2 separate regions of the Mus musculus genome follow, and region 2 is linked to region 1. A link is a contact called in public HiChIP or PLAC-seq data. All regions are on one chromosome and are shown on one strand. The core of a region is the stretch at or near the end of the contact, and the rest is flanking DNA. Distances in the headings are between cores, read along the strand shown. Region 1 has its middle 16 kb from the start of Aym1. Region 2 overlaps 1700069L16Rik (RIKEN cDNA 1700069L16 gene).

What was found. HiChIP or PLAC-seq counts read pairs in DNA pulled down with a chosen protein or histone mark.
Region 2: an H3K4me3 HiChIP or PLAC-seq map of embryonic basal ganglia shows a contact between it and region 1, with 7 times the contacts expected there. The contact joins two enhancer-like sites. A contact is called at or near these places in 1 of 39 promoter capture datasets (the SN4741 cell line), 13 of 484 Hi-C or Micro-C datasets (CD4 T cells, the CH12 cell line, the N1E-115 cell line and 10 more), 14 of 115 datasets of contacts at active chromatin or transcription factors (craniofacial prominence, embryonic basal ganglia, embryonic forebrain and 9 more) and 3 of 9 other capture datasets (adipose tissue, embryonic stem cells and embryonic tail).

What each region holds. Positions count from the first base shown.
Region 1 is chr5:113,370,869-113,375,271 of GRCm38.p6, reverse strand. No RefSeq gene overlaps it. Among named protein-coding and RNA genes, the nearest start is that of Aym1, 16 kb to the right of the region's middle. Within about 2 kb of position 1,806, at least 38 of the 459 cell types and tissues checked have an H3K27ac peak or open chromatin away from gene starts, as enhancers often do.
Region 2 is chr5:113,702,452-113,707,174 of GRCm38.p6, reverse strand. The region is part of intron 2 of 1700069L16Rik (RIKEN cDNA 1700069L16 gene); the gene reads left to right. Among named protein-coding and RNA genes, the nearest start is that of Gm46919, 6.1 kb to the right of the region's middle. Within about 2 kb of position 3,099, at least 14 of the 459 cell types and tissues checked have an H3K27ac peak or open chromatin away from gene starts, as enhancers often do.

The DNA.
Region 1 (4,403 bases), core at 557-3,056:
AATCCATTCTTGTGGAGAATGACCCTGGAACGCCCGGGAGTCACTTGGGCCTTTCCTCTCTAAATCTTTTTGTTGTGGTTTTGTTTTGTTTTGTTCTGTTTTTTTCAAGACAGGGTTTCTCTGTCTTGTGTAGCCCTGGCTGTCCTGGAACTCACTCTCTAGACCAGACTGGCCTCAAACTCAGAATTCTGCCTGCCTCTGACTCCCAAGTGCTGGGATGAAAGGCGTGTGCCACCAGTGCCTGGCCTTCCTCTTTAAATCTTAATCTTCAATTGCAGTTTCTATTTCCTTCTCCACTAGTGTCTGGCCTCCTTTTTACCCAATAAAGCCAAACACAGACTGGCATGTTGCTTTTTAAAAAGAAAAAAAGGAGGAAGGAAGGAAGAAAGGAACAAAGTTATAAGGCAGAGAAAAAATCCTTCAAGCATTCATTGAAAATTGTGAGCCTGTTTTGGAAGTAAGAAACCAACCATCGGTTTGCTCCTCCTGGCCTTCATCCTGAGTCGCAAGCCTTCCACCGTGATTCAAAACCCCCCCTCCCCCACCCCGGGAATGGCTGAAACATTGTTTTTCTCAGGGGAAATGAATCTTGGTCTGAAACTGAAGCTGACAGCATTCAGGACGCTCTCTGAGCCTGCTCTGGACACTTGCTGTTCTGCTGTGTGCAGAATCAGACCTTCATGCTGGGACATCTGAATCTATTCACAGGAACTCAACAGGATGTGCGGTTAATATTCTGACTATGATTAACCCCCCCCCAAAAGCTCTGGCCCCAGTTCCTTCCCTGCTCCCCTCCGAGGGCCCAGCTCTGCTGAAATGCATGTGGATTCGATCAGAGGGCCAGATTTATAGAGGCTGCCGAAGCCTGGCGTGCCAGCAGTCATAAGTTATATTCCTATTACGGCGTGGGCAATAAAAACTCAGATATGTATTCTGCTATATTTCGAGGAACCTTTGCAAAGCATCTGGGCTGCCCGTGAGATCTTATCCAGAAAGATGTCTCCTTGGTGGCCTGGAGCAGCCAAGGCCACTTTTGAACCTCAGTGCTGGGGTAGGTAAGATCAGTCAGGGTCCCCCTGAGATAGAATCCTGGTCCTGTTCCCTGGGGATAACAGGCTGTGTGTGACCTAGGCAAGACCCCTAGTTGCTTGTGCACACTGGAAATAGTATCCTCAGATGGTCTCGTTTACTTTTTAAGTAAGTAACTTTCTGACTCCAGTTTCTACCCAGTGCATTGTGCCCCTCTAGGAACCTTCTCTGTACTATAGTCCCACTGACCTGCAGTCAACACTGGGCTGAGGGTATCACATAGGAAGTATCAACAATAACTTATACACATTGTTGTACACAATTTGAGTAGGATGAGCAAAGCCTCTTGACATCCTACTGGAGCCAGAACCATTCCTTTGGAGGCTGGAAAAACTGGTTAAAAGCCCTGGCTGCTCTCCCAGAAGACCCAGGTTCAAAGCCCAGCACTGAGGTGGGCTTTCAGCCCTCTGTAGCTCCCGTTCCAAGGGATGCAGCACCCTCTTTCGGCCTTCCGAGGTACTGCATGCACAAGGAGGCAAGACACGGGTACCCATAAAGTAAAAATAAAGAAATCTTAAAACAAAAGAAGATAGCGGAGTCCAGACTGTCCGTGGTCGCTCGCAATAGCAACGGAGGCAGGTTCTACTCACTACACGGTCACGGTATGGCTGTTTGTCAAAGACCTGCTCGATTTACGTGCACCTCACTAGGTGCAGGGAGAGCCATCTCGATGGCGGAGGGGCCACGGTAACTTCCTTTTCTCGCAGCATAGTATGTTAACTGGCGGTTCTTATCGCTGTTGTGGATAGCGCCCAGGATGTGAACAGGGCGTCACCACACATACAGAGAGATGGCAGGCAGTCTCCTCATCTTCAGCCATCCTCTGGTGGTCTTGGAGCACCTCTCCTGTGGATGTGGGGGAGGGGGGTACTACGTAGCTGACATTATTTCTTCGCACTCCTGACGAGTGACAACCACCCTTAAGTGACTCCGCGCGGTGGCTGGGAACCGCTGGTGTGTGTGGAAGTAAATTAAAGCAACCCCGAGGACTGGGAACCTGAGCCCGGTCTAGCAAAGAGGGGGGCAGAGTCAACCCCACCCCCACCTCCGGCTGCTTCAGTGAGCATGGTAGCAGCTAGAGACTGGCAGAGGCCTTTGTCGGCTGCTCCCCTGATGGCAGGCTATCCCTGCTCCCTGGAAGATAAAAGGCCCTTCAGGCTGCAAGCCGTGCAGAAAGGCAAGCACCTGAAGCATCCAGCGTGGTTGGTGTGTGGCTGGTGATTGGGTGTGTGTGGGGGGGGGCGGGGGTCTCTTTGTATAGTTTCTGAAATTCTCGTGCCGTGTGTGAAGAGGAAGAGCTCTAGGTCTTCAGCAAATGCTGGGGCGCTGATCACTATGCAAGGGACCCCAGCAGGACTGCTGCCCCAGACACTGTGCGTAACCCTCAGGGGTTCTGTGGGTGCCGTGACGTGATAGGTGTGACAAGCCCTGCCTAGAGAGATATGAACATCATTAACTTCCTGAGTTCCCAGTGACAAAGCACAGCCCAGTCCAAGTTCACCCCAGGGAGCCAGTTTCTTAGGTTACTTACAGATCTTGAGTCCAGGGTCATAGAAAGGACTCTGGGTGACCCTAAAGCATCAGGAGGTCTGTGTCCCACACAGCACCCCATCCCTACCCCAACCCACATACACACGCCAGCTGCATGAAGATCATTCCTGTTAGTTTTCCTACCTGTGTACTATAGCACCTCTCTGAGACCCTGAGGACAATTAGGGACAAACTGCACTGGAATGATCTGGAGGAGTGGCTGGACATTCAGTCTAAGGTCCCATGACCCGCCCCAGTCCTCCTTCTTTGAGGAAATGTCAACAGCCCACAGGCCCAACTGCGATACTCTGACAAAGATGGCGGCTGCTCAGAGGACTAGACGGACCAGACAAAGCAGTCCCATCACAAGCTCAGAACTTCTTCTTGTGCGAGTGGCTCAACAGTCCTGAGCCTCGGTTTTCCCATCCGGAGAGTGGGTGAGTGCTCCCATTTCATAGAAGTTCTGAGTGAATTTTCCATGTTCTGTGATGTCCCCCAGCGCCCACTGCCCACCATTGCTTTGGCTGACTATACTGTTTGAAAGTCTTTTAGGTCAGCGGCCCGAATCTTGAGTTGCAATGACCGCCAGCCAATGAAGATTTGCCAGGAGCCTCCTGGCTGCTTCCTACGGGGGCTTGTTAGGATGAGTCTTCCGTTCACGGGGCTCACGGGGAAGGAAGGCTTTGCTTGTGAGCAAGTTCTGTGGGTGCTGGGAAGGGGAGGCCATGATAAGAAACTGGATAAGATTCTCTCTTCCTTTCCTTTCTTTTTTTTTTCCTTTTCCTTTTTCTTTTTCTTTTCTTTCTTTCTTTTTTTTTTTTTTTTGTTTGTTTGTTTTTTTGTTTTTGTTTTTTGAGACAGGGTTTCTCTGTGTAGCCCTGGCTCTCCTGGAACTTACTCTGTAGACCAGGCTGGCCTCGAACTCAGAAATCTGCCTGCCTCTGCCTCCCAAGTGCTGGGATTGGGATTAAAGGCATGGGCCACCACTGCCTGGCTTTTTTCTTTCTTTTCTTTTTTCCTCTCTAAGAAATAGATGCTAAGGATGAGAGACTGCCGGGAGCTCACAGCAGCTGCTAGGACCTGAATGGATCGGGCTGGGTGGGATTCTAGCTGAAGCAGATGATCTCCAAGCCCCATCCATGCAGAGAAACCATGTGGAGCAGATAGCCGTGTGGGGGAGCGTTGCTCTTTACTGAGGGTGTGGTCACTGATAGGCTTCCAGTGCTCCCGTGGATGCCCTGAGCCCATGGTAGGTTAAGGAGCTGGGCAGGGTCTGTGCTGGTAGGGCCACAAGGGGAGGCGGAGGGCGGAACGGAGGTAGTCGGTGCATTCATATGTCATTGTCCGTGGGTAGGAAATTCTCAAGAGTGAAGAAAATTTTAACACAGAGCATGGGGCTAAGGAAGCATGGCAGGGGCTGTACATGAGGAACACTAAGCCAACAAAAAAAAAAGTGTGGCAAGCTACTGGGGTCAGATAAAGCGAAGTCCCATGATGCCCTGGCCCCATGGTGGCCACTTGTATCTTCTTTCTTCCACCCTTGGACCTTCTGTTCTGTTCCCCACACAGCAGGAGCTCGGTTTCTCCTGTTCATTGCTCCCTTCTGCCATGAGCACAAAGCCCCAGCTCTTTGTCTTGTCCTAAAGTGCCCTGCTGACCCCTGCTGACCCCTGCTGACCCCTGCTCTTCTGGCTTCAGGGTGCCCAAGGTGGAGAGGCTGAGGTTTCCTCCTCAGCTGTATTCTCTGCCTCTCCATCTGGGCCACCATCTTTCCCACCCCAGGG
Region 2 (4,723 bases), core at 1,850-4,349, 330 kb before region 1:
ATCCTGGGAGTGCATTGGCCAACCTGGTCCAATCCGTGAGTTCCAGGCCAATGAGAGCTCCTGTCTCAAAAAACACAAGGGATGTGTTAAGAGAGATGGCTAAGCAGTTTAGAGCATTTGGTTTGGTTCTCAGCTCCCACACAGTGGCTCACAACCACATGTAATTCCAGTTGTGATTTCATAGGACACCAGGAACACGTGTGGTGCACATATATAGATACAGGCAGACACATACATAAAAAGACTAAAACAGCCAAGGTGGACAGTGAAGGACACGGACACACCCCAGACGGCTGGCTGGATTGGGTAGAGTAGCTGACTTCAGCTGGTCAGATCACACTCCTTACCCTCCTTCCTTAGAGAACTGGATTTTAGTTCCACCCAGCCATAGGTTCCCAAGTTCCCAGGACCACCGACTCACCTCCTGCCTCCTGCTTCAGGGATGGGTTCTCTCTCTCTCTCTCTCTCTCTCTCTCCCCCTCCCTTCCTTTATTTTATGTACATTATAACTGACTTCAAACACACCAGAAGAGGGCATCCGATCCCATTACAGATGGTTGTGAGCCACCATGTGGTTGCTGGGAATTGAACTCAGGACCTCTGGAAGAGCAGTCAGTGCTCTTAACCACTGAGCCATCTCTCCAGCCCCCAGGGATAGGCTTTCATTGGTTTGATTGAGGCAATCAAAACAGTCCGTTTGTCTGAATACAGTGGTTGGTTCAGGGTGGGCAAGAGGCCTCAGTCAGAAAACCCTAGTGAATATCATGGCTCAAGCACATCAGACAGGAGGAGTGAAGCCCAGGACTCCATGTCAGCTTCCTTTTGTGTTTCTTTGCAGTGCTGGGATGAAAAGCATGGCCTTGTGCATGCTGGGCAAGCAAGCTACCACTGGGCCACCCAGCCCCTTAAGTTCCTACTTGAAAATTCTATGAGATGTGACCTATGTGCTGGCAGCCTTGAGACCCTGATCAGACTTTGGTGATACTGAACACCATGCTCTATAGGTCTGTCTGCTGTCAGAGCAACTCTGCAGAAGGCCTTCCTGGTGGCTCTGTGGGGGCTGGAAGGAAGGAGGGAAGAAGGAAGGAAGGAGGAGGGAGGGAGGAGGAGGGAGGGAGGAGGGAAGGAGAAAGGAAGAGGGAGGGAGGAGGGAAGAAAGAGGGAAGAAGAATGGAGGGAGGAGGGAAGGAAGGAGGATGGAGGGAGGAGGGAAAGAAGGAAGGAGGAGGATGGAGGGAGGAGGGAAGAAGGAAGGAGGAGGAAGAAAGGGTGCTGATGTGAAGGGTTTTCTTTTTGTTTTCTTTTGGGGGGACACCCCTGTTGAGTTCACAAAGTTTGGATAAAATCTTATTTCACTCCAGAGCTTCCTGGGTGAGTGTGTCATTCTTGTGGTTTTGTACTCGTAAGAAGGAGCTATGTACATTGGTAACCGACCCCTTCCCCGACTTTTCTGTGCTACCACTGCTTTGACAAGTGGTAGGCTCCAGTGTGGAGATAAGAAAAGAACACACAAGCAGGTGAAGTGCTTTCTGAGAAAATGCAAGTTCCTGGATCTAGCTGCTCCTGAAACCCAGCCAAGTCCTGCCTTTAACAGAGGCAGCTGGAACAGCAGATGTTTTGTTGAATGTGTGTAAAAGGCTCTACCTTCTCTTAATTTGGTTTCTTCAGTAACCAGAAGGCTGAAGGAGCACAATACCCATTGCCAGGGGACTCGTGTGCGTCAAGGGGAACAAATCAGAAAGAAAGGTTTACAGAAACACCAAGAATGGGTGAGCTCAAAGTCTTATACTAAGTCCCTGAAATTGTCTAGACCTGTTCGTTTAGGGTGACTTCTGGTGGCTGCACACCCCATGGCTAGCCCTAAAGGGACCAAGGAGAACAAGCAAGTCATATGCCTGAAAGCCTTCTAAACAGTTAAGATGAGGACCCACCTGGCCAAGGCAGGAAGGATGGCTCAGTAAACACTTGCTGTATAAGCTGTGTGGCCCAAGTTTGATCTCTGTAGCCCGCGGTGGAAGTGTCTCTTGAAAGCTGTCCTCTGACCTCCACAGCATGCACGTATCTCGGGGCACGCACTAATACAATAATAATTAGTAAAAATAAAATAAAATCAAGAAGAGCAGGGGCAGGCGGTTGTGTTTGCTATCTACAGACCTCATTTCTTGTTTATTTCTATTGTTTTTCTCTTAAATTTTTTTTCTTTGCTTAGAATACAAAGTATCAATGCGGTCTGTCCTCCCCCTTAGATTTTTTTTTCCTCTTCTTTGCCTAGAATACAAAGTATCAGTCTAGGCTGTCCTCCTGGTCTACTTCTGAACAGCTTGCGCACATCCTTACAGGGTTTTCTTCCATATTTGAACACTTGCTATGTGCACATACTCACACAGACTGTTGCAAGTTTTTCTTAGTTACTTAGAAATAGGTCTTGGGCACGAGGAGACCTGGTTTCTTTTTGAAAGAGCTCTTTAATAACCTAAGGGAATATTATCTATTCCCCCCTGTGGACCGACACAGGCTTCCAGCTTTTCCTTTTGTCTGTGCATGTTTCTGTAGGAGAGGAGGCGAGGCGGATGGACTTGCAGGCTTGGAGCAGCCCTTGCCTGTTTGCTGAAAGGTCTCCCCCCTCCCTCTGCCTTGTCAAGGGTGGGCAATTAGTTTTGGCTAATCCGATCGACAATAAGATTTCCTTTTATTGTTTCAAATTTCCTTCATGTTTTTTTTTTTCAGCTCTCAAACACCTTCCTTTTCCTTGGGCAAGCATACCCCCTCTTCCTCCTGTTCCTCCCGGCCTCCACACCATTTCCTTTCTGCTTGGCGATTGGTGAGCTACAAGCATTCTGTTCTAGCTGGAGAGGGGTCCTCCCTAGGGTGTAATTAGCACCAAGGCAGCTCTGCACTTCCATCTTTCTACAAGAAATTCAAACCTTTGTCTGGAGTGGTAAAATCTAGTGTTTGACTGCAGGCCAAGTCAAAAAAAAAAAAAAAAAAAAACCAGGCCGGACAAGCAATCAAAGCTAAATGGACTCCGAGCGCTAAGCACCCCTTTCCCTGGTCGGGACAACAGCTGTCTTCCTGCCTGCTCGCCCTTCTTCTGCATCTCCCCCTCCTGGGAAGGCAGAGAGAAATCCTGACAAACGCCCCCCACTGAATGATGTGCTGTTCTCTGGGAGTTTTCAATTTGGCTGTATTGATTTATAAGGTCTTTTCAATTACTGAATTCTTGTAGGTGGCAGAGCGGAGGACCGAGGACGTGAGCCCCATGCTCGATCGATCTCAGGTACTTCCACAGGGGCGTCCGTGTGCCAGCCGGAGATTGATGAAGCCTCGAATAACGAGGCTTCCCACGCAACATTTATTAAATGAGAATCTAGAATTCATTAACACGGGAACTTGTCTGGAGAATACGAGGGGGGCGAACCCTGAGCTGCTGCACTTACTGGTAGCTTAATATATGAAGGCCATTTGGACTCTTATGAGATTTCCTCTCTCCCTTTATTGGGGTGGTGTGCTTGGGTGGCTTCTTGGGAAATGTCCGTCAAAACTCGGGGGAGATAAGGACTAGAAAAAAAAGGCCAGTTCCCCAATTCATCCTCAAGTGAGGATGGTGTCAGCAGCCAGTACTGAACCTCTGATTCAAAGCAGGGCCTCAGTATAAAAGAGAAGTGGCCAGCCAGTCAATGACCCGGAGAGACTACCAAGTACTAACCATGACTGTAAGGGAGCTGGCAGAAGCCAGGCAGTGGTGGCGCATGCCTTTAATCCCAGCACTTGGGAGGTAGAGGCAATGGATTTCTGAGTTTGAGGCCAGCCTGGTAAACTCACAGAGTGAGTTCCAGGACAGCCAGGGCTACACAGAGAAACCCTGTCTCCAGAAAAGAAAACACACACACACACACACACACACACACACACACACACACACACACACACACACACACAGAGGGAGAGAGAGAGAGAGGGAGAGAGAGAGAGAGAGAGAGAGAGAGGGAGAGAGAGAGAGAGAGGGAGAGAGAGAGAGAGAGAGAGAGAGAGCTGGCAGCACTATTTCTAAGCCCAGCCAGGTCAGCTCCCAGCTTAGAGATTTGTACCTGCCTTCACAATTGCTTCCTGGGAGTGGCCCACATGCTGGGTACTGGATTAAACTGTGTCTTAGGACTGTCCAAGTGGGTGGGTTAAAGGGGACCGGATTTAACCTTGTGTAGCTCTGGAAGTCTGATATCTAGGATGGAAGTATCTATAGGACCTGTCCTGCCTTTTTAAGGATCAGCTTCTGCTGGTCCCTGGCTCTTCTTTCTTCTTCTCTTTTTGAGAAGAGGGCATCAGATCCCATTACAGATAATTGTGAGCCGTCATGTGGCTGCTGGGGAATTGAACTCAGGACCTCTGGAAGAGCAGTCAGTGCTCTTAACCGCTGAGCCATCCCTCTAGCCCCCCCCCCCCCCGCTCTCTTTGGCCTGTGGGTACATGCCCACCTTTCCTGCTGCCTGTCTTCACATGCCACCTTCCCATGTGCTGATGTCTCTAAACCTTTCCATAGACAGACAGACAGACTCCTGCCACTGAAGAGAGTTCCCTCTCCAGATCACTTGTGACATTCCCTCAAAAGGGTCACATCTCCAAAGACCCTGTTTTCCAACAAGGTCAGTTTCACAGGTTCTGAAAGGACCCGAATCTCCGGGTGACTCTGTTCATAGTACAGGGGCTGTGGGGGACGCATCTGTTG